Regions from separate parts of the Mus musculus genome. Here regions 2, 3, 4, 5, 6 and 7 are each linked to region 1. A link is a contact called in public Hi-C, HiChIP or PLAC-seq and promoter capture Hi-C data. All regions are on one chromosome and are shown on one strand. Each heading gives the region's core, a stretch centred on a gene start, on an enhancer-like site or on the middle of the called end of the contact. The rest is flanking DNA. Distances are from core to core; before and after follow the strand shown. Region 1 holds the start of Spag7 (sperm associated antigen 7). Region 2 holds the start of Spns3 (spinster homolog 3). Region 3 holds the start of Per1 (period circadian clock 1). Region 4 holds the start of Borcs6 (BLOC-1 related complex subunit 6). Region 5 holds the start of Kdm6b (KDM1 lysine (K)-specific demethylase 6B). Region 6 holds the start of Ndel1 (nudE neurodevelopment protein 1 like 1). Region 7 holds the start of Trp53 (transformation related protein 53).

Evidence for each region. Promoter capture Hi-C pulls out the DNA fragments that hold promoters and counts their contacts. A called contact is a pair of places that touch in the nucleus more often than the background predicts. HiChIP or PLAC-seq counts read pairs in DNA pulled down with a chosen protein or histone mark.
Region 2: a promoter capture Hi-C map of hippocampal neurons shows a contact between it and region 1, with 4 times the contacts expected there. The contact joins the promoter of Spns3 here to the promoter of Spag7 in region 1. A contact is called at or near these places in 2 of 39 promoter capture datasets (hippocampal neurons and pre-B cells).
Region 3: an H3K27ac HiChIP or PLAC-seq map of regulatory T cells shows a contact between it and region 1, with 11 times the contacts expected there. The contact joins the promoter of Per1 here to the promoter of Spag7 in region 1. A contact is called at or near these places in 3 of 39 promoter capture datasets (cranial neural crest, hippocampal neurons and neutrophils), 1 of 484 Hi-C or Micro-C datasets (B cells) and 5 of 115 datasets of contacts at active chromatin or transcription factors (bone marrow-derived dendritic cells, memory CD8 T cells, pro-B cells and 2 more).
Region 4: a contact with region 1 is called in a Hi-C map of B cells, with 7 read pairs. The contact joins the promoter of Borcs6 here to the promoter of Spag7 in region 1. A contact is called at or near these places in 9 of 39 promoter capture datasets (the 3T3-L1 cell line, embryonic stem cells, erythroid cells and 5 more), 1 of 484 Hi-C or Micro-C datasets (B cells) and 4 of 115 datasets of contacts at active chromatin or transcription factors (astrocytes, embryonic hindbrain, kidney and 1 more).
Region 5: a contact with region 1 is called in a promoter capture Hi-C map of liver, with 2.1 times the contacts expected there. The contact joins the promoter of Kdm6b here to the promoter of Spag7 in region 1. A contact is called at or near these places in 5 of 39 promoter capture datasets (hippocampal neurons, liver, neutrophils and 1 more), 5 of 484 Hi-C or Micro-C datasets (B cells, CD4 T cells, CD8 T cells and 1 more) and 3 of 115 datasets of contacts at active chromatin or transcription factors (embryonic forebrain, embryonic stem cells and thymic regulatory T cells).
Region 6: a contact with region 1 is called in an H3K27ac HiChIP or PLAC-seq map of embryonic stem cells, with 3 times the contacts expected there. The contact joins the promoter of Ndel1 here to the promoter of Spag7 in region 1. A contact is called at or near these places in 1 of 39 promoter capture datasets (liver), 1 of 115 datasets of contacts at active chromatin or transcription factors (embryonic stem cells) and 1 of 9 other capture datasets (liver).
Region 7: a promoter capture Hi-C map of liver shows a contact between it and region 1, with 8 times the contacts expected there. The contact joins the promoter of Trp53 here to the promoter of Spag7 in region 1. A contact is called at or near these places in 2 of 39 promoter capture datasets (liver and pre-B cells), 1 of 484 Hi-C or Micro-C datasets (B cells) and 2 of 115 datasets of contacts at active chromatin or transcription factors (microglia and pancreatic cancer cells).

The regions. Positions count from the first base shown.
Region 1 is chr11:70,667,638-70,671,689 of GRCm38.p6, forward strand. It overlaps Spag7 (sperm associated antigen 7), which reads right to left and starts at 1,779. Exons shown (of 7, transcript NM_172561.3): 1 at 1,560-1,779. The coding sequence starts at 1,644. It overlaps Camta2 (calmodulin binding transcription activator 2), which reads right to left. Exons shown (of 23, transcript NM_001190376.1): 18 at 3,813-3,996; 19 at 3,371-3,442; 20 at 3,254-3,274; 21 at 2,912-3,099; 22 at 2,709-2,783; 23 at 1,826-2,625. The coding sequence ends at 2,562.
Region 2 is chr11:72,548,889-72,552,551 of GRCm38.p6, forward strand. It overlaps Spns3 (spinster homolog 3), which reads right to left and starts at 1,358. Exons shown (of 12, transcript NM_029932.3): 1 at 1,110-1,358. The coding sequence starts at 1,320.
Region 3 is chr11:69,096,473-69,100,440 of GRCm38.p6, forward strand. Per1 (period circadian clock 1) reads left to right here and starts at 2,477. Exons shown (of 23, transcript NM_011065.5): 1 at 2,477-2,536.
Region 4 is chr11:69,057,435-69,061,520 of GRCm38.p6, forward strand. It overlaps Borcs6 (BLOC-1 related complex subunit 6), which reads left to right and starts at 2,341. Exons shown (of 1, transcript NM_028005.3): 1 at 2,341-4,086. The coding sequence starts at 2,364. The coding sequence ends at 3,446.
Region 5 is chr11:69,413,975-69,417,727 of GRCm38.p6, forward strand. Kdm6b (KDM1 lysine (K)-specific demethylase 6B) reads right to left here and starts at 2,220. Exons shown (of 24, transcript NM_001017426.2): 1 at 2,043-2,220. It overlaps Gm51903 (a long non-coding RNA gene), which reads left to right and starts at 1,539. Exons shown (of 2, transcript XR_003949708.1): 1 at 1,539-1,810.
Region 6 is chr11:68,851,353-68,855,457 of GRCm38.p6, forward strand. Ndel1 (nudE neurodevelopment protein 1 like 1) reads right to left here and starts at 1,783. Exons shown (of 9, transcript NM_023668.3): 1 at 1,590-1,783.
Region 7 is chr11:69,578,236-69,582,180 of GRCm38.p6, forward strand. It overlaps Trp53 (transformation related protein 53), which reads left to right and starts at 2,124. Exons shown (of 11, transcript NM_011640.3): 1 at 2,124-2,280. Wrap53 (WD repeat containing, antisense to Trp53) reads right to left here and starts at 1,014. Exons shown (of 10, transcript NM_144824.3): 1 at 435-1,014; 2 at 212-310. The coding sequence starts at 817.

The DNA of each region.
Region 1 (4,052 bases), core at 529-3,028:
GAGTCAAGACTTCCTCTACGCTCTAAGCACATTCACTGCTAAAGACGTGGGGTTTTTTGTTTTGTTTTTCCCCCTGTCTCCCTTACCAGGCTATGAGCTGCTGGAGGGTTGACCCTGCTCACCTGTCCAGTTAGACGTCAGAGTCCAAGACCTGACAAACTAGAAGCTCTCGTCTGTCTGACTTCACTATCTTGGCCTTTCATTGTGTTCTGATTGCTTTTCCAGTGTTTTCTGCATCTTGGGAGGTAGCATAAGAACACTGAGGCTACGAGCTCACATCTGGGTTCCAAATTCAGCTTAGTAACCTGAGACCCGAGGCAAGTGGCTAAAGCCTCCTATTCTGACGGCTGATGGGAGCACACCTATTACTCAGCTGAACATTAAGTAACTCTAACTCCTGTTTCCTATTAAGCTCTGCTTTCCCATAGCTTTCGAACAGACTGCACTCCCTTTACTGAGTTACCTATTCTTTGTTGCTCGGCTCATTTCAGACAAGCCTGGGACTCCCAATTAATCTTTCCTACACATGTATATTAATTGGTTATTAAAATTCCGTATGATCATTAATAAACGTCCCAGACATGGTCTATAATCTCCTTGATGAGCATCTTTGGCTTCACAAGTTTTGTAAATAAGGGAGTACAGATATTTAACAGTCTTTGAACATTCTGAAAGCATCCTGTCTTGCCTCCTTTGAGCAGATGGGTAGTAGGTGCGGGTAGGAGACTTATCCACGACCAAGGCTCACGTGGTTGGGAGCTGGATGCACCTAAGGCTATCCTTTCTATAAAGTCCTTCACATGCGCTCCAAGCCAATACAGGGCAGGCCACTTCGGGCCGCACCCTACCCTGGCTGCCAAACCCCAGCGAGCTTTCTGGTTAGCTACTCAGCGCGGGGGCTGGGAAGGAGAGATGGCGAATCGGAGCCTGCGGGGCATTCTCATCTCTCCAATCAACATCACGATCTAGTTGGGCAGCACAGGAATTTAAGGCTATAGTTAGGAAAGGGCGGTGGAAGGTATGAGGGACTGGGTCAACTCAAGAAGGGGCATAAAGATAGGAGGATCCAGCCAACCAATGGGAGGAGCTGAGGCTGAGGTCGGTCAGAAAAGGTAACACTTTAAAGGTAGAGCTTTTGGCTGAGCTAGCCAATAGAGGGGAACAGACGGGTGGATGGGCGTGCCCTAAACTCAATCGTAATAGAACTGGAGATTCGCGGGACCGAGGCGATGGATACGACATCCTCCAATCGGAAGAAAGGCATCCTACTAATCAGAGCTCACCAACAGCAGACAGGCAGGCCCGTTGACCAATCGCAAACAAGGACTGTAAAAGGCGAGGATAGGAAGAAGAGACTGGAGGTAGAAGGCAGGCTGAGGTAGCCAATCATTGTTTGCAAAAGACAGCGGGCGGGCCGACAGGCCTTTTAGGGACTCTGAGGGTCTCAGAAGTGGCCTGTGGGGGGTCTGTTAGGGTAGGAGGTGGCATTATTCAAAGAGGGAAGAGTGTGGTCCCAAGAATCGGGCGAAGATACGCGGTTGTGAATCTGGGATCCTCACCTCGGGCCTTGCGCCGACTCTCCTGGTCACCGAGGCTGGGTGGTTTCTCCATGGAGCTCAGGATGGAGCCCAGTAGGTCCGCCATCTTGGGAATGAGTGAGAGGGGGCGGTGCGTCTTAAAGGGAAGGACGAAATGCCTTTAAGGCCGGAAACACGTCGGAAGCGAAAAACCGCGCTGCTCCGCCCCGCTTAAGGCAGCGAGATGAGGCCGGCGACTTGCGTGGCGACCTTCCTACCCCGCCCCCAGCAGAGAGAGGCCGGAGGCTAGCTGGTGCAGAGACGTTTAATGGCAATTCGTATAAACCAAGCCCATGCACAAGTAGAAAGTGCTCGTGGAGCCAGCCGGGGGCTCCCGCCGCGCCAGGGAATCAGACGCCCGGCCGCGCAGCGCCTTAAATAGATTCTTCACTATACTCTGTATGTTACAGTTATGTACACACCCCTCCCCACGGGAGCGGGACTCCGCCTCGCGATCCTATGTACACCCCCTCCTCTTTGGCCCCTACGTGGGCGACCAGAGAGTCAGGGTGATGGGGAAGACAGGGCCAGGAAAGGAGGAAACAGACGCAAACATGCGGAGTCAAGGTGGGGGCAGTCACCCCTGAAACACGAGGGCGCGCGCAGCGAAGGCAGCGGTGGGGACCGAGGCGGATACATTCATCAGAGACTCTCGAACAAATAAATAAGGCAAGTCAGGAAGGTCCGAGTCAGGTGCAGGCAGGAACGGGGATATGGAGAAGGTGCAGGCAGGGCTCCGGAGGTCACAGCTGAAGATGCAGATATGTGGGGCGTGGGTCTTCTGGAGCCGGAGACCAAAAGAGGAGGCACAACCAGAAGGGAGGAAACGTGTAAGGCCTGGGGGCGGGGGTTCTACGAAGGGCTCCCAAAAAGGTGAAGGGGTGAAGAGCTGCCGACAGGGGGCTCCCCTAGTCCCGAAAGCCCTCTCCTTGTTTAGACAGCCAGAAGGGGCTCCCAGGGTTTTGAAGAAAGGCGTTGGAGAGGTCAGGTGGCCAGTCCTGGCTGGGGCAGCCCCTCCAGCTCCTGGTTCTGCTTCAGTTCCCTCATTCTGCGGAGAGACAGAGCCAAGTCAGAGGAGACTGATGGATCAGAAAAGGTGTCAGGGCAGAGAGGTAAGGATGGGGTTAGAACCTGTGTCGGCAGCGCCGCAGGAACCTCATTATTTTCCGGGCTGCCTGGTCTTGCTTCTTGGTGAGAAAGGTGCCCCTGGTGGGAAAGAAGAGTCCCCACTTTAAGACCATTGTAGGGAAAGGCTGGAGGGCCGATAGAGGTAGTGGGCATTAACAAAGAGGTAAACTGAGGGCTGTATAGGGGCAGGAAGGGGTGGTCCCTACTTGTTTCGAGCAGGAAGGGGGCCTGAGGGCCGGTGAGGAGGCCCCGGCCTGCGGCGGTAGGAGCGGTAGTGCTGCTGGATAAGCACCGCTGCTCGGCGGCTCTGCTGAAACCGCTTCTGTTCATAGTAGCTTCGGAACTTGCTCTGAATCAGGATGGCCGCCTGAGTCATTTTCTTATAGAGTGCAAACTGCAGGGAAGGAGAGGGGGGACAGGAGCTGAAATGGAGAGACAGAAATCCAAACCTCTGAAGGTCACCCTTCAATTAGGCTGATGTAGAGCCCGTTCTCTGACCCACCCACGGCTGAATCAGACTACTCACACCCAGATCTCATGCCTAATACCTTAAGTGCAATCCAGGTCAGCTTGTGGAAAGAGAGGGGACGTTAGGGCTCTCATAGCACAGAGATAGATAGGTTAGGTGGACGCGTGTTGGTATACTTTTGAGAAAATGCTCTAACCTGCTTGTACTTCCGATAACAACGTTGGATCACCGCTGCGGCTACCTCCTGCTGCTCCTTCAGCCTCCGACCCTAAAGGAAGAGAATGAGGCCCCGTCTGAGCCTCTCAAGGCCCACCTAGTAGACTCTGGACCACCTCTTCCTCCCAGAGTCTCCTCCTTAAAACTTTTTAAAAACCATTTACTTATTTTGTGTGTGTGTATATAGGCTGCCTGTGTGTGGACACGAGAAGACAATTTGAAGCAGTCAGTTTCTTCTTCCACCATGAATTCCAGGGATCAGAATTAGGTTGTCAGGCTTGGTGGCAAGTACTGTGTCCCCCGCCCCCCATTCTTTCTCATTCCTATTTAAGGCCTCTGAGTGAGTGCTTGTTCCACAAAAGCAATGGGAGCCCATAGTCTTCCCTGTCAAGGACAATTCATCCCAAGAACCTAGGTCTAACCTTGTACTTTCGGAAAGCTGTCTGGATGACTCGTGCTGCCTCATACAGCTCCCGCTGCTCGTGATCTGAGAGAGTCAGCAGGGCAAAATCACTTTCCATCTTGCCACTGGTAGATGCAGAGAGGAACTCTGCCCAGGAAGGTGCAGGGGGGATAGCGAGGCGACCTCGTTCAAAGGGCAGCTCACTGTGGGGGATAAGGAAAGGATATCACAAAGCGGTTTAAATCCCTCCTATCCTAGC
Region 2 (3,663 bases), core at 108-2,607, 1.9 Mb after region 1:
TCTCAAAAACAAACAAACAAAGAAAAGAGGCTGGGTGGTTTCACCCCAGTAAGTGATCTGCAGCCTCTCCTGAATGGTCCCAAGCCAGAACAGGGCACAATGTGTGTGGGGGCAGCGGTGTGAGTGGGTGGATGGGACTGTGCTCTGCAGCAAAGGCGTTGGGTTCAGGATGGAGCTGCAGGCAAGGTTACGGAGGGCAGAGCAGCCCTCTACATCAGTTATTAGAGTGCTTATCCAGCATGCACAAAGACCCTGGGTTCAATCCCTAGAACTTCATAAAGCATTGTGGTGGCAAGCCTGTAATCCCGGCCCTAAGAAGGTGAAGGCAAGCATATCAGCAGTTCATGATTATTCTCAGTTACATAGCGAGTTTGAATCTAGCCTGAGCTCCATGAGGCCCTGCCTCAAAAAAGAAATGAAGGCTGACAAGATGGCTTAGCCTGTGAAGGCGCTTGCTGAACAAGCTTGGAAACCTTAGTTCAATATCTGAAGCTCAAATAAAAGTGAAGGAGCATGCACACACAGGCACACACACATACACACACATGTGTGCACGCACATGCATACACACTCTGTCTTTTTAAAGAAAGGGCTGAATATAAACTGATGAAGGAATGAATGGGTGACTAGATGAGAAAAGACAAGTGGAGCCCAGACACAAAGGAGTGCGTAAGTGAGAGACAGAACACAGAAGCAGGTTGTACCCTGTTTCCAATAAGAAGAAAGGCAAACTGTGCAAGGTAGGCCAGCAGCCGGCTGCCCCAGAAACAGTGCAGGCAGAGCCATTCTCACTTGGGAGCTTGGCCAAGCTGCTCTGCCCTCCGTAACCTTGCCTGCAGCTCCATCCTGAACGCAAGCAACGCCTTTGCTGCAGAGCACAGTCCCATCTACCCACTAACACCCCTGTCCCCACACACATTGTGCCCTGTTCTGGCTTGGAACCATTCAGGAGAGGCTGCAGACCACTTGCTGGGGTGAAACCACCAGAGCTGTGCTCCTAGAGAGGTACGAGGGCTTGGAAGAAGAAGGCCACCAAGGATACACAGTTGTGGGCTTTTAGAAGGGGGGTATCTGAAGATACTGCCCCACGCTACCCCTCCCATGCTCACCTGGGATGATGAACCAGTTCATGTAATTCAGAAGGTTGATGTAACAGAGAACAGCTGCAGCCAAGTAAGCTCTCCAGCGGGGCAGGCTCCAGGGGACGGGTGTGGAGGGAGGCAGACACGTACCTGAAGCCAAGGCCCCATACTGCCCACCTTGGCTCAGGCTCTGGCTCTGTGGCCCTCCTGTCTGAGGTTTGAGACACTCTGTGGACATCCCCTCAGCAGTGCTAACTGCAACTTCTCTGTCAGAACGGGTGCCGAACAAAGCTACATCAGCTTGCCACCAAGTCACTTCCTGTGGGCTCCCAGCCTCTCAACCTCAACAGGCTGCCCCTTTAACTGCCAGACACCTTATCATCGCAGGTTCCTGCTGAGCACAGCGCAGCCACACTGGTGGGATTTCATCACTCTAGGCCTCTTAGCCCTGCTGGGGTAAGACGCCATGCACTGGTGATTGGATAACTCTGTGGTCCCTCAATCTAGCCTATGGCTGCAGCAGGGGCAGTGAGGAAGAGACGCTCCTAGGACAGGAAATGAGAGGAGTGTCCCCAAGCCTTGCTCACTGCAAACTGCCCTGCCTGTGCAGAAGATGGGCCGTTAGCACAGCCATGAACCAGGTTAGATACAGGAGGGTAGGTGTTGACCAGGATGGTAAGGAAATTGCACAGAGGAACAAGATAACAGAGATATCTGAAGACATAGAGACAAGCTTATGTAAAACTAACCCATGGGGGCTGGCAAGATGGCTCAGCCTGTGAAAGTACCTGCCACCAGGCCTGCTTGACATATGTTTGATCCCCAGAGCCCATATGGTGGAAGGGGAGAACTGCACAAAGTTGTCTTCTGACCTCCAAACATAACATACACCAAGGCACACAAGTGCACGTGCAGGTACAGGAGTACTCTCTGCTCTGTCTCTGTCTGTCTGTCTGTCTGTCTGTCTGTCTGTCTCTGTCTCTCTCTCTCTCTCACACACACACACACACTTTCACTCACATCCATACAGACACAGAATAAATAAATTTTATCAACAAGGAATAAGTCTAGGGAGATGTTCTCAGGGGAGCTGTAGAAATTGATTGCCAGTTGCAAGGGTAGAAAAAGTACAAATACACAAAGCCATCAGTGATGGCCCACACCTGTAATTCCAGCACTTGGGAGGTGGAGCTAAGACTATCAGGAGTTCAAGTTCACCATCCCTAGCTACATGGTGAGTTTAAAGCCAGCCTGGGCTACATGAGACCCTATCTCAAAACAAAACAACATTAAAAAAGAGTAACCATACAGGCCAATGAGATGGCTCAGCAGGTAAAGGCACTTGCTGTGTAAGGCTGACAGCCCAAGTTCAATCCCAATCCCAGGTAAAGATGGAAACTAACTCCACAAAGTTGTCCTCTGATCTCTATACATGTGTCATGGTACATGTGTCTCCACACACATCATGCACACGCACACAATATATTTTAAAAGTATTTAACAGCCAGGCATAATGGTCCATGCCCTTAATTCCATTTAATTCCAGCACTTGGAAACATAGGCAGGCAACTGTCTGTGGCCAGCCTGATCATGATCCACAGACAGAGAGGTCCAAGTCAGTCCAGTCTATGTAGTGAGAAGACACTGTCTCAGAGCCAGGGGTGGGGGCTGGAGGGTGCTGTGGGGTGTTGGGCAGAGATCTGACAGTTATGTGCAACCACCGCCTTTGCCTGGCATCTGTACCGAAGGGGAAATGCACAGTGCCAGATGCCAGATGAATGGATAAAATTAGAGTACAGAAAGTAGATCAGGAAAAAACTTCACAGCTGTCCGATGCGCTCAGGTGCCAAGCATTAGTTATGTAAACAAATGCCCTTGATCTGAAGTGTCTGCGGGCTGCAGTGTCTACGATTTACTCTTTCAAGTGGTGCTGGAAAACATTAATAGATCCTAGAGTTAGTAAGCAAACAGGGGTGAAGGTTGAGGCACAGAAAGATGGCTCAGTGGGGTTAAGGGTGATTGCCACCAAGGCTGACTACCTGAGTTTAATTCCTGGGAACAACAAGATAGAAGCAGAGAACTGACTCCTGAAAGTTGTCTTCTGACCTCCACATGCATACACACGAAAATAATAAAAATAAAATACAAGCATGTAAAAATGTCAAGTAAAGCAAATGAGGCAAAACATTAGCAATAGATGAACCTAAGGCAAAAGTTAGATGGTGTTTCTGGTCTTATACTGTAATCTTTCTGTACGTTAAAATGATTTCTAAGTAAAAGTTAAGTCAGAAAATGACAACCCGGCTTTAAAATGTACAAAGCACTTGAGTAGATGCTTCTCTACAGATACACAAATGACCAACAAGCTTGTGAAAGGCTATGCAACATTACTTAGAGAAACGCAAGGCCAAACCACTAGGAGATACCACCTCACACCCACTGAGCCACGGCAATAAAGAGAGGAAATGACTGGTGTGGGCCAGGCTGCTGAAACACGGGCAGTGTCGGTGATGCAGCCACAGGAGATAGGGTTAGTGGTCCTCAAAAGGTTGAGCCTAGAACTGTCATGGGATCCAGCAAT
Region 3 (3,968 bases), core at 1,227-3,726, 1.6 Mb before region 1:
GTGGCCAGAGAGCAATCTCCATCTTCTGTTTTTCTGCAAGTTTTGATGACTCCTCTTTTCCCTCTCCCTGATTTTTTTTTTTTTTTTTTTTTTTTTTTTGGGCTTCGGGCACCAGCCCAAATTCCATCATTCCTCCCTGTATTCCTCTCCCAAGATCTGGGCCCCAGACTGAGGCAATTTGCTGTGTCCCAGTTTGACTTCATCTTAAATCCATTCTCTCTGACCACCCCCCCCCCCCCCACCTATTCTGTGCTGTAATAGTAACTAGAAAGTCTGCCTCTAAAGAGGGGCCCCAGGGAAGGAGCAAAGGTGCGTTCTCTCTCAGAACCTAGGCCTCCAATTTACCCGCCCTAGCTCTTTGGTACCTGGCCAGCAACCGTGTACAGTCTGGTGACGGGGAAAAGCCAATGCCAGGAGTTTTAAGACCCAGCTGAGGGAGGGTAAAAGTAGGTCCCGCAAAGAGAACCAGGCATGGGGGCGGGGGAGGGGGACCCCCTTCCTCCTAACTGTCTCTCCAGGAATTTTTGGCTTTTGTACAGGACCGCTGTCGTTGGGTTGGGGGAGGCGCCAAGGCTGTGTGCATGTCCTGGGCCATCAGCCAAGAGAACACGATGTTCCCTAGTGCGCTGGCCGCCGCCCTCTGGGGCTGGCCGCCTCCCAAACCGCTGCCTCTCCAGCCTCCCTGCCCCACATTCCCCAGCTGCCTCGCCCCGCCTCCTGCCTCCGCTTTGACGTCACCTCCCTCTCCTGCCCCCGCTTCTCCATTGACGGCAGCAGAGCCTGGTTACTGTGGGGGACTGATGAGGCCCGACAGCCTGGGCCTTGGGATCAGGTTGGGGCTGTTTGGAGTGCTGAAACCTTTTGTCTGTGTAAATGACAGATAGGGAAGTGGGCGAGCAATGGCTGCTTGGGTCAGAGGAATCACACCTAAATCCTTGAGAGCTGTGGAAAGAGAAAGGGGTCTGGAAAAAAAAAAAAGGACAGCACACGGTCACAACGCAGTACGAGGGGGCAGGAGAGCAGCATCATTTTCAGGAGGAGGAAGCTGAGCACTCAGCCTCCCGTGTCTTTTGTTTTCTGTGTTTCCCTGCTTCTGTTTTTCTGGGTTATTTTATAACAGGTCTGTGTCCCAGCATTTCTATAGAACCTTGTCTCGCCCGCCTCCTCTAAGGGAAACACCATTGTTAAGGAAAGCTTTAGCCACGTGACAGTGAGGGGCGTGCACTTAACAGCTGATTATGTCAGCCGCTGCGTGTTGGCCTCTTCACTTGCCACCTACGTTTGCAGGGAAGCCTGAGAACTACTCAGCCCAGGCCTAGGGAAGGGGACTCTGTCACTGTAGCTCTCCTGGACCCAGACTGGCATGTTGTCCCCCCCTCCCCAAAATCGAGTCTCTATTCTCTTTTTATGAATCAATGCTCTACTTTTCTTTTGAAAACATAATTTGTTGCCTCCTCTCCTGAGGCTCTCTCTCCCCTACCTATCCTTAATAGAAACAGAGCCATCCTGTTTACCGAGCATCTACTGTCAGTCCTGACGCTGAGACGTACTTACCTTACTGCTGAGAATACAGTAAATGAGACAGATGGGCTTGCTGCTGGGTTCATGAACCTTGGCTTTTGTATTCTAAGCAGCAGGAATAAAAAGCCCAATAAAAAGCCCTTGCCACCCAGCCACCCATCCTTTTTCTGCCTACTGCTGCAACTGCCCTCTCTGCTGCCCCTTTTGTAGTACTGGCTTCCTGGTCCCCACTTTTGGGGCAGCCCTAAATGTGGGTGGCTGCATCCTCTGCAGAGGCAGCACTAGTCACCAAGTAGGCTTCCTGGAGACCTTTTCTCTGATTGGCTAGTGAAGCACCTGCTTTTGTTTCCTTTCACAGTAGCCATTGGCTTTCCCTGTCCTTTCCGTTTGTCCGTATCCTTCCATCACCCACTCACCCCTTAACGACACGTGGGCCCTCAATTGCCCTTCTCTCAGGATCTGAAGGGTCAGAGGAAAGGGTTGGATTCTTTATAACAAGGCTGGGGAGAGGCCAGGGAATGTCAGTCTAGGTTTTTCTCTCTCCCACTTCCCTTGGGTAGCAGACATTTCATTCACCCGGCACCAGGACAGGTGTCTTGTTCTGCCAAGCTGGTCAGTTTAGGAAGTAGGTTTCTCTTGAGCACTTCCTGTGGCCCAGGTATCCTCCCTGAAAAGGGGTAGTTTCCCTCCCTCACTTCCCTTTCATTATTGACGGTGTGAGACATCCTGATCGCATTGGCTGACTGAGCGGTGTCTGAGGCCCTTCAGCCCAGCACCAGCACCCAAGTCCACGTGCAGGGATGTGTGTGACACAGCCCTGACCTCAGTGGGGGCCAGTAGCCAATCAGATGCCAGGAAGAGATCCTTAGCCAACCGGGGGCGGGGCCTGCGGCTCTTCGGGCAGAAGGCCAATGAGGGGCAGGGCCTGGCATTATGCAACCCGCCTCCCAGCCTCGCGGAGCTTCTGGGTTGCGGGCCGAAACGGCAAGCGGATGGAGGGCGCTCGAACGGCCAGGTAGGGATCCCTGCTGCAATCCTAGGGTTAGTCTTTGTCCCGGAGCTTGGCCGCCACTACTTCCAACGTGATGGGTCGCTTTCAGCTCTCAGAGAGCAAAACAATAATCTGCCTTTCCTGTCACTATCCACCCTTCCCCGCCCCTGGGCCCTAGGTGTTCAACTCAACCCGTCACGGGTTGTCTGCGTTTGTTATTCGTTCACCTAATCTCCTCCTCTGCTCCTCCAGAGCAGCCATCCTGAACCTAAGAGACCTTTAGCGAACACGACCCCTTTACACATTGCTCGACACTCGGGAGTCCATGGGTTTGCCCTAGCCCAAAGACCCCCTTCAGGCTTCTGCGCTCCCTGTCTTCCTCCCTCCAATTCCTGGCCTCGTGCCGGTCGTGATGTCAACCGCTTCAGGCTGGAACATCCTGTTCTCAGCGCTAGTTCTTGCTGTTGGCCACAGCCTTCCTTCCCTTTTCTCCTGGCGCTCAGAAAATACTTGGGATGGGGGTGTGGTTAGACAGGGAGTAGAGGAAAAACTATATATGCTGGTTGTTGTGTGTCCCCTATCTATGTGGTAGTAGGGTTAACTAGAAAAGTAAGGGACGAAGGAAGATGCCTGAGTCGTTGCCTATGGCAAGTGGTAACTCCAGTCCTGGTGTTTGGGAGTGGGCAGGGGCTTGAGAAAGAAAAGCAGTGTCTTGATCAGAATAATGTTCGAGGCAAGAGCGAGGATGGGGGCGTTTCCACAAAGAGCAGAGGCCGAGTGGGGAAGCTAGGACTTGCTCCTGGAGTTCCTCTAGTTTGTTACTCTTCACATGGCTCCTAGGCTCTTTGGGCCCTGGGAATTTGTTATGGTGGGTGTTCTTCTCCTCCCCGCTGCCCTGAACCTTGTTAGCCAGTATGAGGGTGTGTTGGCCAGTATAGGACTGGGTCTGTTTCCCACTTCCACGAAGATGGGGATTGGGGGAGGAGTCGTTCCTGCCCTCCTGTGGTCCCTCCAGCAACCGCTGAGCTCAGCGGCTGACGTCGGTTTCCCTGGCGACCGCGGCTGTGGCGGAAGCGCGTGGTGGGGCCAGGCACATCGGCGCGCATGTGCAGCGGGGGTGGCACCGCCCCCGGATAAAATTAGCCCGGAAGCCTAAATATAGGAGGCGATCAGCTCACCCCCTGCTCCGAGGCCTCAGAGTCCCAGACCAGGTGGGGACCTGATGAGAATTTGGGCATAGGAAACCTGCAAGCTTTGACCCTCAGCTACTGTTCTAGTCGATTGTTCAGGCTGTACTCATTCCACACTGGCAAGGGGTGTAAGAGATGGCCTACGAGAGCTGCCTTTCTACCTGTGGTATCCTTAGGTCCCCCTAAGGAAATAGAACATATTTCTATTGCAAGCCCCAGGCCTGAGTCACAACAGTGAGGGGCAGGCAGAGGAAGGACTGGGTGTA
Region 4 (4,086 bases), core at 1,091-3,590, 1.6 Mb before region 1:
TTTTTTTCCTTTTTGATTTTTTGAGACAGGGTTTCTCTGTATAATCCTGGCTGACCTGGAACTCACTCTGTAGACCAGGCTGGCCTCGAACTCAGAAATCCACCTGCCTCTGCCTCCCGAGTGCTGGGATTAAAGGCGTGCGCCACCATGCCCGGCTTAAGTCCTTTTTTTTTTTTTTTTTTTTTTTTTTTTTTAAAGCAGCTTGTGTTTAAAAGTATAAGGAGGGTTGGTTGGGACTGAGAAGTCAGGAGAATAGAGAATTAAACAAAAAAGAAGTTGCTGTGGTCATGGTGTCTCTTTTATAGCAATTGAAACCCAAACTAAGACAGGTACTTAGACAGGGAAATAGAATATACTGTTATGGAGAGCCAAAGGGGAAACTAGGAGGATTAAATGGATCAAGGAAGGAAGGAAGGAAGGAAGGTAAAGGAGGAAATATGGGGAGGGACAGCTAACACTAAAGGACATTTAAAACCATATGGAAACCTACTATAGAGGCTCCCTAAGACATGTACATATACAAAAGGAATCTAAATGGAGTCACCAAATAGGGAAGACAATGTCCCAACTAAACCTTATGACACCAACTAAAATCTCCACTATCACACCAAATGTCATCTTATTTTGCACACCTTTGGCATGAAGAAGAGGAGGAGAAAGTAATTATAGTAGCAGTAGTAATAGTAGTAGAAAACAAAAGACTTGCAAAAGATGGCTTCTTTTGAAGGAAAAAGAGCTCAAGAAACGAGCAAGGAACACAAGAATAAAGACAGGGCTGGGCATGGTGCCGCACGCCTTTAATCCCAGCACTTGGGAGGCAGAGGCAGGCGAATTTCTGAGTTTGAAGCCAGCCTGGTCTACAAAGGCCCAGGGCTACACAGAGAAACCCTGTCTCGAAAAACAAACAAACAAACAAAACAAAACAAATTTAAAAAAGAATAAAGACAGGGTGAAGGGATGCAAAAAAAAAAAAAAAAAAACAGGAAGATTCTGCAATTACTAGCCACAGTGATTGTGCACACTTTCCACACAGGATTCAGTTTCAAAAACAGGAACAGGTGTCCTTCTGCCTTTAACCCCAGCCAGAACTTGGGAGGCAGAAGCAGAAAGATCTCTGTGATGTGAGTTTGAGGGCAGCCTGGTCTACAAAGCTACTTCCAGGACAGCCGGGGGTATACAAAGATTCTAAACCAAGGAAGAATATTAATTCATTGTTTTGCTAACTAGAAGGGTCCCAGAGCTTTGGCTGTGTTGCAGTTGACGACTTTTCTACCATTTGATTCCTGTCCCACGGCCCTTGGAAAGACTCTCCATCTGTTACAGAAACCACAGTGCCCTGGGAATGTGGCCCGGGGGTCCTGAATCTTCGATCTGGATGTTGTTAATCCTCTCCCTTCTCATTTATTTTAGCCCTGGTGTCTTCTCTCTGTCCTTCCCCCACACTCCGTACCCCAGCGTTTCTTGTTTATATCAAACCTCTTTGCCTCTGAGGTTTCCTCCCTCTGTCAGCAAGCTGAGTTGATGCCCTTGATAGTTCCCATCAGAGACCTTTCCCGACCGAGGCCTCATCTAACTAGTCCTTCTTACTCTCAATCACAGCCCTTTATTTTCCCGAGCGTGCTTATCAAAACGTCTGATTCTTTCACCTATGGAATATTTTCTCTTGTGACAACAAACAAACAAACAACCCTCAATATTATCCTCCAATGAGAGAAATGCTCTACGCAGAGGGGACAGGAGGCCGAAGAGTGACAAAAGCACAGGAAAGTCCACGACCTGCAATTCCCCTGCACAGTGAGTCACTCTGGGCGCTTCAACGATCAGTCTGTCAATGTTTCAAGGATGGAACCAATCAGCCCCGTTCCGCTGGGAATTCCGGCTTTCTCTCTCTTGGCGCTGCTGTTTTTCTTTCTCGGTTTTCTAGCTCGGTTCGGTCCAACCCTGAGCATCCAAGAACCCCTAGAGCTTCCAAAAACGATCCCCGGTGGAGTGCGACTGCTCGGCGGTAATTCCGGACGACACCACCGTGGACATAGAGCCTAAGCTCCGCCCCGGTGGGACTCCGGCGCTCCGGGGCTCGGGTCTTTTAAGACCCGCCCCCTCAACTTTCCGAAGGGGCGGGGCCCCGCGCACAGCTGTCACCCCGGAGCTGCCACCCGACTGGCTTTCACTTGTGTTCTGCAGTTCAATAACAGCCCTCCTCCCGGAACTTCCTGGGGTGGCGACCAATCACAGAGCTCTTCCTGTCCGGACCATTATCATCCGGCTGCCAATCGGCGCGCCTCCGCCAACGCCCCTTAAAGGCGCCGCCGCTGACCGGGGAGCCCGGCGGACGACTCGCGGTTCCGGCCCCCACCCTCAGTATGGAGGCCGCCCAGGGGCGGCTCGGGCCGGAGCCGGAGCTTTCGGTCGGAGCTGAGCACCAGGCCGCGACTTTCAGCGGCAGGCCGTCCCGAACGCCCTCGAAGCCGCCCTCAGTCCGGACGCTGTCCGGGGAGGAAGAGGCTGAGAGCGTTGGGGTCTCGAGCCGTCATCCCCGAGCGTCCCCAAAGACTTGGAGCGGCAGCATCGCCCATGGGCCGGAGCTGGACACTTGGGAGGACAAGCCGAGCTCCCGGGCGACGCCGTCAGGGGCCCGGGGACGCCGGGGGGTGCCAGGTTCCGAGCACGCCCCGCCCCCGTCCTCCTGGTACCCGGAGCCGGAGCCCAGCGAGGATCAGCCCTCCGCTCTGAGGGTCTGCCGTCGAGGGAGCCCCGGAGGCGTCGAGATGAATGTGGAGCTGCCGCAGCAAGAGGGTGACGACGACGACGACGAGGACGAAGAGGCGGCGGCGGGTAGGGCTGGCCGCTCCTTCCCCAGCCGCCTTCAGGACAGCCGCAGCCTGGACGGGCTGAGTGGGGCGTGCGGTGGAGGGGGGTCTTCATCCAGTGGCGAGACCGGCGCGGGCGGAGGACGTCGCGCCACTATCTCCAGCCCCCTAGAGCTGGAGGGCACGGTGAGCCGCCACGGCGACCTTACTCACTTTGTGGCCAACAACCTACAACTCAAGATCCGACTGAGTGGCGCCCCACCACCCGTTCCCCCTGCCTCTGTGCGGCCCTGCCTAACGCCCGCACCCACCCCCACCATCCCTCCCATCGACCCGGACGTGCTGAGGGATCTGGAGCGGCTGAGTCGCGAGCTGGGCGGCCGGGTAGACCGTCTGCTTCGCGGGCTGGGTGGTGCGGTGCAAGAGCTGACAGCGTTGAGTGTGGGCTGTATCCAGACCTACCGCGACGCGGTGGACTCCTTAGGTGAAGCCGTGGACATGAGCATTAAGGGCATGTACACCTTACTTGCGCGCTGCGAGGAGCTGGAACGGGCTTTGCAACCGGTTCAGGGGCTGGCACGCCAAGTCCGAGATATCCGACGCACGCTGGAGGTGTTGGAGGCCCTATGCAAGTGACCAGGAGCATAGAGGAGAGACCATGCGTAACCTGGCCAGACCAGGGTCCAGTAGGACCCTCAGGATTCTTCAAAGAGCCCTGGTGGAAACTGCTTGCTGAGGGGATGCCTGTACGTTAGAGGTTCTTCCACAAGCGTTTAGGAGGCCTGTGCCCATTCTAAGCCTATGGAGTGTGAATGGGGAAGTTGTGAGGATTCTCCTGGTGAAAAGGGATGTAGCTCTGCTTTTATTCAGTTGGCCATCTATAGCTACCCTGTTCTTCCTGACCCTTCTCCCTAAGCTAGAACACCGTCCATGGGAATACAGGCCCTTAGATCTCTGCTGGAGGGTGGGGCAGACACGAATGTGTGATCAGAGAGACCTCAGCCCCGCTGCGGCTATCCGGATCCCAATGGTCACACACCTCAAGTGCCAGGGGCTTTAGGAACTTGAGCGGTTCTTGCCCACACACCATGCGAGGGTGAGGGCGCAACATCTGCATAACCTCCCGCTTCTTTCCTCTGGTCCCCTAAAATGCCACGGGGTGGAGGAGCACATTTCATGATGGAGGGAGAGCGGTGGGGGGCACGGGGGAGTGTCTCACTGCTCTCAGGGTTCCGGTCGAATTGTTACTGGTTTTGAAGCCCACCTGTTGTGGAGT
Region 5 (3,753 bases), core at 970-3,469, 1.3 Mb before region 1:
TCCTGCCCCCAGGGCATGTGGACCCTAGGCCTTCAGTTCTGCTACCTCCAACCCTAACAAGACACCAGATAGTCAACACCACCTTTTGGACTCTGACCCTTCCAGTTCCCTTAGGCTGGTGTAGGCAGGTTCTGGCAAGCGGCACAGGTGGTCAGACAAGATGAACGGGCCCAACAGGGAGGAGCCTTCTTCCTCCGCAAGAGCTGTGACTGGGCCTGAGCTAGGAAGTAGCCTCTGCAGCAGGCTCCCTCCATGTCACCTCCAAAACCATATCCTGTTTCCCCATCACCTCCTTCCTCCATGTGGCCCAAGGAGGTGACAGGGGCCCACTCTCTTCCCTCCTAATCCTTAGATACAAAGAGCTAGGTATATTACTACAAGTCTAGGGCCAAGACTCAGGTGTTGATAGCAGGAGTTAGGCCTCAGTCAACCCTCACCTCAGACTCACTCCTTGGGGACCAGTGTTTTCTCCAGGACCCAGACACACGGGCTCTCTACCTGGCCTCTCCATTTCCTGGCCTTCCAGCCCCCATCTTTCCCCCTGCCCCAGAGACTTAGGCCTCTGGCCTCCATGATGCAATGCACTGCAAGCTTTTGTGCCTGCTGATGACACTGCCCCCAGGGAAGTGTTATTTCTGACCTAAGCAAGGCCCTTAAGGAACAGTGGTCAGCAGCGAGCTGAGAAAACTGGATTGGCTAGGACCTTCTGGAGAAAAGATGCTAGAGGCTGGACCCTTCTGGACAGGGAAGCAAATTCAGGACTAAGGTGCTTACCCAGCAGTTGATAGAATTTGTGGCTACGGGGTAGGCTAGCCTATAGAGGGGGGGAGGGTTGCAGGCCAGACCAAGGGGGTCAGAAGGGTATGTGATGGGTGTCTGGACACCAGAGTGGGGGAGGGCCAACAGCCATTTAAAGGGCCAACCTCAGAACTTTAATCCCTTACCAGCCTTGGCCCCAAGCAGGAGGCTGTAATTCATCTGCCCAACAGCTGGGGTGGGGGTGGGGGGGCATGTGCATGAGGAGGAGGGGCTGGGGCCTTCTTGTGCAAAGAACCAAACAACAAAAGGGGAAGCTGAAGGGGCCAGCTCTAAAGTACCCAGGTCACCCTACTGACCTGCGGATCTGCCAGTGGCCCCCACCTGGTTCTGGCCCACAGGTTCTGTAGTTCAGACTCACAGATTCTTGGTCATGGAGTCAAAGGGCTCACCCATGGGGTTCTGAAGAAAGCCTAGACTGAGCACCCTCAGGGCAGGCTGTCAACCCCTTCTTGCACTTTTCCAGCCACAGTAACTGGACTGGAGACCTGAGGCCCAGTCCCAGACAGCCTCAAATGCCCTGCTCACCAGCCAAGCCTCTGTAGACATAGCCTGCCAGCTCCCCCTCCTGCCAGCACAGGGTGGCAGTGGCCACACCAAGGCTGTCCCTTTAAATCATTTCCACCCCTGACGGTGTGGACAAACCAAGGGCCCTGCCCCCCAGGCAGGCAGCTTGCCACCACCCCACCCCCTAACCCCCAGATATGTAAGGGCCATTTAAAGGGACATCAGAGAGGCAGCCTGGTCTCTAACAAATCCCCACCCCCTCCTCACACACTCACTGTCCCTGTCTCCAGCAACACACAGCCCCCCTGCCTCTCCATCAGGCCCCAAATTCCGGTTTTCTCTCACCCCTAGAGACTGCTACGAGGAGAATGGGGCAAGGGAGACTGGGGGGAGCCATTAAAGAATAAGGACTCCCTCCTTCCTCAGAGCCCCATGAGACTGGTCGGAAGAAGCCAGCCTAAGAAACATTGAGACAGAACCCCAAAAGGTGCCTCGGGCAGAACAGGGGAGCACACACTGTGGGGTGGGGGGAAGGGAGTCAGGCTGCACGAGACGGAGGGTGGCGGAGCCAGCAGGCGACAAGCCCAACTCGCAGAAATGGAACAAGGAGGGCTGGGGGGGAAAGGCAAGGCCCGGGAAATCGGGGAGACGGAAAGGGGTCGTCCGGGAGGGTGTGGAAGAAAATCAGACAGGGGGAGGGAGAGCCAGGCCAGGGTTACCTGCTGGGTGTCTGTCCCCCGGCGGTGCCCCCAGAGTCCGGGTAGGGAGGGGGAAGCAGCAGGGGGGGGAGTGGGGGCTGGGGGGCGGGGGAGACGGTCCCTCCTCTGCCTCCTGGGCCTGCCCCGGCGCTTGCAGCCTCTGCCTCCCTCCCTCCTCCTCCCCGTCCCTGAGTCCCGGAGTCAAACAAAGAACTGTAGCAGGCTCTCCCCAACCCCCTCCCTCCCTCCTCCTCCTCCTCGTCCTCCTCCTCCTCCTCCACCTCCTCCTCCTCCCCTCCCTCCCCACCAGCAGGCTCCCTCCTCCTCCCTTCCGGTCTCTTCCTTTAACTACCCGCTCCCCCAGCCTCCCCCCACTAGTCTCTCTCCACCCACCCACCCACCCCAACCTTTTACACACCCCTTTAGCCTAGCCATGTCCCCGCTAGGGAAACTGTGGAGTCCCTTTGCAAAATGAAAGGCTCCAGAGAGCAACATGGGAGGGAACCAGAGTATCGCTTGAAAATCACAAGCTACAACGTAATTATTTTAACAGCCAAAGGAATATAGTCTTAGCTATTTTTTTTTAAGGAGGGGAAAAATAAACCTAAAGAAAGCAATACAAATCTGGCTAAAGCCCACATCAAATAAGGTACATAAAGTAGTCGATGCTAATCCCTGACACCCCCCCCCCACACACACACACACACACAACACACACTCCAGGTAGCAGAATTCTCCACTCTTTAACCAATCCCCTGTGAGGGCTACTTTAGAAACAGGTCCACCCACTATAATAACTAACAACATTTAATAATATGTATTTTCTGATACTCATTCGGTATTAATTTTATACCAACCACTGTGCTAAATGCTTTGCATAAATTATTTCACTGCCCCCTCCCATCAGCTAGAAGGTAGGTATTGATATTTAAATGTCCCAGATTGCAGATAGGAGGTTCTGCAAGGTTGTGACTTTTCCCGAGTCCCATTTAGTGGCAGAGCTGGGGTTAGAATCCAGGTTTGAGCCGACAATCCACATTCTTAGGCACAAGAAAGGAGACTCTGTAATACCATCACCAACTCCAAGATTTAACAGAGGGCAGCCATAACTATCACTGGACTTCTCTCTCAAAAGTGGGCAATACCAGAAGCTGATCCACCTACCTACACAGATAAAGACCTTGACTTTTCAGCCTAACTCTTTCTCCTCAGTTTGGTAAGAGGAGGTGACGGGAGTCGCAGGGATGGGCTGGTGTGTATACCCACATACAGCTCCTCTCTTAGGGGCAGCTGTCTTGCAACTACACCCACTTCAGCTCAAGCTGGGAAAGGGGCAACCTGACACTGGGCCATGCAGCAGGTGGGAAACTAAAAAGACTTCAGGAGACACTTCCAAGGGCGCGCGGGAGGGAGTACGGGGGGTGGTAGTGGTAGTGGGGACTGGAGAGGAAGTTTTTCCATGGCAATCTAGGAAAAAGAAGGGGGGGGAAGACCCAGAATTCTCTCAAGCCAGCAAAGGGGCAAAGTCTTTCAGGCCACACCACACCCGCGCCCCTCCCCCTTCACGAAACTCCAGGCCAGGGTTTCCCACCTGCAGGATGCTAATGCCAAGGGAAAGGAAAGGAGAAAGAGATGGCACGGGACTGGAACGGGACTCTGGGCAGAGGTGGGAGGGAATGGAAAGGGGAGGAGATCGCATTGCCTGGCAACCGTCCCGGGGCACGTGCACTGG
Region 6 (4,105 bases), core at 533-3,032, 1.8 Mb before region 1:
CTGGCAAAGATACTCTGTACAGCACTAAGAAAATTAATTTTACATGACTATTAACATATATGCAGAATGAAATAGGCCTTATTTCTCTCCCTTATGAAGTGCCTAGAAAGTAATTTTAACTTAAGTCCTCAATCCTCAAGTCTATTTTAGCATGGTTTAAAATACGCATGAAAATAAATTTTGTTGGTCTCATAAAAGCATGTTCAGGTCTATTTTTTATTTCAAATGCTCTGGATCCAACTTCAATTCAATTCAAAACCAAGGCACTGCAGATTTAGCAACTTCTTCTAAGATTAAGTTTGTCTCTAACTGGAGCTAAAGGTTTTCTTTGTTCTTTATGTATTCCTACTCTAAGATTTTAACAACAATTCAGAAGAGATACCCCCAACTGGGTGTCCTTTGGTCTCTTTTGACTCCTTAACTTAATGATGAGCTTTGCCCTCTCAGCTTTCTGATTTGGCAGACATTACCCTACCTCTTAAGTGCAGTGAAAGCAACATAATTTTCAGACTAACAACCAGCCACTCATGAGCAAGCTTCAGGATAAGATTTTTCTAGTAACTGAGCTTTTGGGGGTTTTTTGTTTGTTGTTGTTGTTTGGTTTGGGGTTTTTTTGGTTTTTTTGGTCAATTTACTCGAAAATAAATAAGTCATCTAGTAACTTCTGGTATTATCTTTAACAAGTCCAATGTTCAGTCCTCTTTCCGGCTGAAGAAGTTAAAAAAAAAAAATCTCATGAAAACAGAAACCAGAACCCTGAGCTTAGAAAGGTAAATTGTAACCCAAGCTAAACTTCTCACCAGTTAGTGGAACCCAAATAAAAATCACTCAGTTGCCCCAACCTCCTGTACCTAGGTTCAATTTCCCCATCCAGCAAAAAGTGACTTACAGTATCCGTCGCAAGTACAAACAGCAAATGTTCTAAAATGTTTACAAACGCTACAGGAATGGGCCCGGGTAATGAAAAGGACCCTCACTCGCCTTAAACTTAAAAGTGTTAGTCACCTCATCGTTTCTCAGAGAAAAATAAGAAGCGAATCCAAGCAACCGGGGTCGGTTGGTTAGTGAGACTTTCCCCAACTCCAAAGAGGATGATTAGCAGTTCGGGGCAGGCAGTCACGAGACTGCCAGTCTCTGCCAACGCGGGCTGCTCCTGCTCTCGCCTCCCGCATCTGGGGCGCTGGGAAATCAAGATCCTGCCCGGCTCCTAACCACCCCGGCAGCTCCAGGGAATCAAGGATGGGTGGAGCGAGAAGCTGGGCGCGCCTCCGCCACCCCAACTGGGCCACTCCTCGAGCCGTCAGCGCCTCAGCCCCCGGTGCCACGTCCCGGCCTCCGTCCCTCCTCTGGAAGCCCGGGACTCGCTCTCCCGCAGGTGCCCCCGGTGGGCCACACCTCCGCCAGTAAGGAGGGGACAGTTAAAGCGGTTGGAACAGTTGTCTCGGTACGGGCCGCCCCAGAACCCAAGCCCGGCCTGGCCCAGCGGGCTGAGCCCCAGCCCGGCGGCGGTCAGGCAGGCTCCCCCGGGGCAGGCCTCGGCGCTGCCCGCCTGGCTCGAACCCCAGAGGCTGCGTCGCACGGGAGCTCACCGCCAATGTGTCAAAAGCGCATGTTCGCCGCCGCTCGGCCGACGTCTCTGCTCCGCTGGCCTGGCCAGGCCCGCCCAGCCGCTCAGCTCTGCTCCCTTCCGCAGCCCTGAGCTCCACTCCGCGTATCCCCGCACCGGGCTCCTCCCCGACACGTCAGGGGCTCCCTGGGTGTCGGAGGCCATTCTGTGACGCACGGGGGCGGAGTCAAGAGCATGCGCAGAAGCAGGCTGGCGTGCGGGGCGGAGCGGTGGGAGGCCAGAGTCACGTGGAGCCGACCTAGGCTTTGCGCGCTGACGTGAGATCTGCGACAGCGTCCTGCGCAGGCGCCGCCCCGGACCCCCGAAGGAGGTGGGTTTTTTAGCCCTGTGCTGTCTCCGGAAGCTGTGCTGCGCAGGAGAGTAGTTCCCTAGGCTAAAATGGGAAGCCAGTATAAAGCCAGTATAGAGTACTAGCTCACGAAGGAGACAGGAGAAATACACAACTGTCCTGGAACTAGAAACTTAAATTTAAAAAAGGCATTTGGGGAACAACTATAGGAACTTTAGCTGTCTCATGCTCAATGTAATTGTTATTTCAGTGCTGTTGGGATTGGTTTTGAAGTTTGAAGACAAAACAACATAGCATAAGACATATGCTGAGCCTAAGAAAGACAAGGTGAGCCCACGTATACGGTTGGGAAAGGTCAATATAAACAAAAAACGGTGCGAGATGGATTTTTAAGGAGAACCCAAACTGATGAGCAGAGGAAGATTACTGGGGTCTAGAGCGTCTTGAACTACACTATGAAGGATATAGGGTTTTTAAAAAGAGATTATGAGTTCACTGTGCGGTTTGTCGCGCCCGTAGTTGTACCAGTCACTGGGGTGCATTGCTTTGTCACAGTAACCCCACGTCACTCTCATTTACAAGTAAGAAATAGCAAGATGAAGTTCCCCAAGGTCACTCACCTACAGCGCAAATTCAAACTCAGAAGCTACACTGTTATCCACTACTACGCTGACAAGAAGGGAAACATAGGCTAGACCGTGGGGCTAAAGTGCCTTCCATACACTACTGTTAACCATCAACAACATTTGAAGCTGGAATCATTAGATCTATATTGTAACATAAGACTCAAAAAAAAAAAAAAAAAAGGTCTGCTTTACAGGCCAGTGGCCTGGAACAGCTTTGAAACTCAGTCTGGCTTCCCTACCTGAAACTCTGCTCAATCTAATCAGACTTAAGGCAGAGAAGTGATTAATGAAGGCTTTCCTATAGACCCGGTGCCAAGACAGGAACCGTCCCACCCAAACAGGAAAAGATAAAAAGGCCACAGCTTCTGTCCTGCCTCCTGGCTGAGGTGCTAAGAAACACACTGAGTCACCTAATGGCTGGCCAGGCCCTTCAGAAAACAGTGACATCATCTCCCAGGCTGCTGCCCCTCCCATTTGCTCTGCCCCTAGGACTGGCATCATCCCCTTCTTAATGAATGGGCTTAGCTTGGCAGAGCCCTCAGAAGCCAAAGGCCCTGCTCTGATCTTCGTTGGCCCAGAGGCTGGAATAGTACCCTAGAGTCAGCAAACTGCCCGACCTCCTTCCATTACACCAAATCCATGGGAAATAAATCAGTAAAGAAGATGACAGTCTCAAAAGGAAGCACAAGTTATAAAACTAGCATTGTAAGAGAAGAAAAGGTGAGAGCTGCTGTACCCTTCAAACTTTGTAAAGCATTCCAGGGCACTTCCCATAGGTTCCAGTACAAGGTCCTTTTTGGACTGACCCAGAAAGTTCAATGTAACAATCTCTGAGAACACGTGTAAATATCCCAACATCTTCTCTGCTACAAAATGCAAGAAACAGATCAAGTTCCACCCTTCCGATGGGTAAAGGGTGATCAGCTACTAAAAGAGAGATCTGGGTCCAAACTCCAGCTAGTGAGAATGCTGGACTTTGGCCCATCCCATACTCAAAAAAGGCAATTATTTTAGCTAAGGTTCTACTGCTGCAATGAAACACCATGACCGAAAAGCAAGTTGTTGAGGAAAGGGTTTATTCAGCTTCCACTTCCATATCACTGTTCAACACCAAAGGAAGTCAGGATAGGAACTCAAAACAGGGCAGGAACCTGGATGCTGCAGGTGATGCAGAGGCCATGGGGATTGGGGAGGGAGAGTACTGCTTACTGGCTTGCTTCCCATGGCTTGCTCAGCCTGCTCTCTTATAGAATCCAGGACCACCAGCCCAGGGATGAAAACAACCACAATCCTCCCCCATTGATCACTAATTAAAACATTCTTTACAGCTGGATCTCAGTTGAGGTTCCCTCCTTTCAGATAACTCTAGTTTGTGTGTCAAGGTGACATAAGACTAGCCAGCACAGTTACGCAGTGCATATAAACCTGCTGCGGAAACTCTGAGGAGATGGAACATATTTAACTTAGGGATCAGGTAAATAAGACACCACAAAAATCAAAGGCTCACTGGGTGTGCTGGTGCACGCCCGTAATCCTGGAAAGTTCCAGGACAGCCTACAGTTC
Region 7 (3,945 bases), core at 874-3,373, 1.1 Mb before region 1:
TCCCCCAGAGTGCTGAGATTAAAGGCATGCGCCCAACTTTGTTACTGTTTTTATTTTAAGACAGGGTCTCACTCTGTGGACAAACCAGGCCTCCATTTCCCAACAGTTGAGATTACAAGACTGTCGTCCCACCGAAAGGGGCCAAGTATGTGTGGTTAAGTTTTAAGGGGAAACTCCTGAAGATGGCCATCTCCTTGCCCATCGTACTTACCACTTGCAACCTTTCAAGAAGTTCTCGGAGCGGGTGCTGAACTCGGACCAGGAACCACTGAGGTATCGGGGTACCTGCGAGAAGCTGTAGGTCCAAAAGCTGGAAAGGAGATGGAGAAACAGCAAACGTGGGTCGTCAGAGCAAAATGGAAATAAAATGGTGCTGAGGACCGGTGGCTGTCGTTCTCACAGGTCCAGGCTCCTCAGATTCCAGTGTCACTTACGTGTCCCCCTCATCCACTTCAGCGCGTTCCTCAGACACACCTTCCGTGGCTTCTCCTGACTCCAACTCGGGGAGATTCGTTTCTTCTCCGGGAAGACTCGCATGTTCAGAAACATCTTGCTCCTCGATTCCAGGACTCAACTCACTGGAAGTATTAAATTCTACTTCCAGAGGTACAGAGTCCCCTTGTTGAAGCTCCTGGGACACAACCAAGCTAGCCACGGGATCTGTGGCTAGCTGGGGTTGGTCATCACCACCGCATGGCGGAGGCACCGGTTCAAAGTCTGTATTTTTCTCCGCTGGGGAACCTTGGGGTACCGGAGCTGGGGCCAGGTCAGGAGGGAGGCTATCCGGAGCTAAGAGTCGCTCCTCCGACGTCTTCATTCTGTAGAGTAAGCCCCCGGAAGGCAGAGGTCGGGCAAGTCTCGCTGAGCCGGCTACCAGCTGCCGAGGCTAGAGTGCATTACCGTTCCCAGGGATGCTCAGAGACCGGAGTCCGCTTTCCTCTTCCGGAAAATGTAAGCCGAACCTAAAGCAATCACCAGGGAACGAGTGTCCAAAGCCAAGCGCCTAGGGTCGCTAGGCGCCGCCAGGGCTTCTTGCTCTCGCGGGAGTCGGGCCACCTTCCGATAGGCTCTCCGCATCCTCCTCCGATTCCGAGCGGGAAGGCGGGAAGGAACGACTTTGCCTACACCTCAAGCGCTGGAGAATTCCTAGAGGTTTCTGGGAGTTGTAGTCTGAACTCTGGGCCTTGGCGAAAACTACACGAGCGCCCCCTACCGTCCCCTGGGGGTAATTCTTAAAGCGCCTATCCTCCCTGGCCTGCAGAGGGCGCATAATTTCTACAGTTTTTGCCCCTCTTGACTATCTTGTTTTGAATCCCGTAACCTCAGGTTTCCTTTCTCCCCATCTCTCCCCCCTTCTTGTTCCTCTCTTTCCCTTTCTCCCCCGCCCTCCCTTCATTCATTCGACATTTATTATCAAGTTCTTACTGCCTAACCCAGGACTATACAAGGCATTGGGAAAAAAATAGCAATGTTTTCTAGTTCTTAATCTCCATAAAGTTTTCGTTGCTGTGCAATTAAAGGCTGTGAAAACAGTCTTTACAGAGAGTGATAAGGACTGTACAGGAAATTAAACACGGTGGTGCGATACCAAGTATCTCGGAGAACACGTTAGATTGAGATACTATGAAAAGCCTTTCTAAAGTGACATTTTAGCTAATGAGGGGAAAAAGAACTTAGGGGCCCGTGTTGGTTCATCCCTGTACTTGGAAGGCCTAAAGCAGGAAGACGGCCGCGAATTCCAGGCCAGCCTTGGCTACAAAGACTCTGTCTTAAAAATCCAAAAAGATGGCTATGACTATCTAGCTGGATAGGAAAGAGCACAGAGCTCAGAACAGTGGCGGTCCACTTACGATAAAAACTTAATTCTTTCCACTCTTTATACTTGACACAGAGGCAGGAGTCCTCCGAATCGGTTTCCACCCATTTTGCCCTCACAGCTCTATATCTTAGACGACTTTTCACAAAGCGTTCCTGCTGAGGGCAACATCTCAGGGAGAATCCTGACTCTGCAAGTCCCCGCCTCCATTTCTTGCCCTCAACCCACGGAAGGACTTGCCCTTACTTGTTATGGCGACTATCCAGCTTTGTGCCAGGAGTCTCGCGGGGGTTGCTGGGATTGGGACTTTCCCCTCCCACGTGCTCACCCTGGCTAAAGTTCTGTAGCTTCAGTTCATTGGGACCATCCTGGCTGTAGGTAGCGACTACAGTTAGGGGGCACCTAGCATTCAGGCCCTCATCCTCCTCCTTCCCAGCAGGGTGTCACGCTTCTCCGAAGACTGGGTAAGTAATTGATGAGCGTGACGAGACCTCTCGGTCACTGGCTCTCTCCGTTTGCATCCATAAAACTAGAGAAAACCGTGGGGTTTGGGGGTGGGGCAGTGGGGGGACTCAGCGCGATGGAGATGGGCGGAATGGAAGCTTGGCGGGCGGGATGAACGGGAGTGTATATGTCAGATGCTGTAGTGAGGGTAGCTGATGATGATGATGTTAGGACCGACGAGCCTCACTGTCATGCACCTGCAAAGTAGAGCATATAGGGACCACTGAGATGGCCTAAGGGGTTTTCTCTCCGCTACGCGTTGTACACACTTATCTGCCCGCTGCTAGGTGATGGAAGCTCCGGAAATAACATGCACAAAGCACCAGGATTTAAGATTTTTCGAGATTCATAGCTTAAGACTTAAGACCCCCCATAGCATCCTAATGAAACCCTGGGTTCCGTTCCTGGATGAGATCGGGGTGATCCGGGGAGCCTTAGCTGCTAAGGTCCCGCAACTTCCGGACCTTTGTCCCTGGAGTGATTTCTTTTTTTTTCCAGCCGCTTCTCGACCCTGCTAGATGAAGAAAATCCAAGAAAAGCCTGAAGCACTAGCGGTGCTAGCCAGAAGTATTTGCCCTCGGGGCCCGACTCAGCCTCTTGGTCTGAAAGGCCCGCCGGCCCTGTTATTGTTTGGCTCCTTTACGTTTCTGCCGCTTGCAGGAGCATTTCCGGTTTCTTGTTTTCGGAGCAGATCACTGCTCGCCCGGCGACGGGGGAGTAGCGAAAGGGGAGAAATGGATTCTAGGCTGGTTCTGTGGTTTGAGGAGGAAAACTGCTGTCCTCGACATCTTATTTTTCTGGATTACTTGGTTATTGCTTTTGCAAAGGAGGAGGTGTTTATTTAAAAGAGTGCGCCGATAGGTCGTTTCTTCCTGCCGGAAAAGCAAATTACCGAGTATCCGGTTTTAGGGTGAGCCATTCCCTTGCTTAACGCATTCCGCGCGTCCTGAAAGCGGAAGGGGCGGGCTTGGGCCCCGGGCGCCCGGCGGTCCTAAGTGCAGTCAGCCCGCACCATCCGGTTCTTCCCAGCGGGAGGTGGCGGGACTCTGCCTGGGCGTGGGCTATGCCTGTCCCCGCCACTTCAATTTTTAGAACAGGTCATTTCATTACAGTTTCTTATCGCGCACCAGACATCGTGCGTGCCTTTTTTTCTTTTGTAAAAATACTATTTCCACACTGCACTTGGATCGGGAAGTAAATTTTTTTGTCCATCTGAAGATTTAGTTTCGGTCTAAAGAATAAATGATAGGTAGACCGGGAGGCGGGGGGACTTTGTTTTCGTGGCTTCAGCTGTAAAGCCGTAAGGAAGACTAGATCCTCCAGTTCATTGAGAAAGTATACAAATGACTTCACTTAAACTTTGACGCGCGAAGGGAACCCTAGCTGTGAAGGTTAGACTGGACAGCCACAGCGGTCCAGGGATGCCTTCTTATGCAAATAGCCTCCCTGCTCTTGCAATCTCTTTGACTGGATTTAGTGAAGGACTCTCTTGTGAATGTTAAAAGATCCCAACCCGAAGTCAAAAGGAGGTGCCCCTAGGCCCCATCTTGTTTACAAATGTAGATATATGTAAATTGGTTTTTTTGTTTTTTTTTTTTTTACATAAAGACAACTTTGGAAGATAT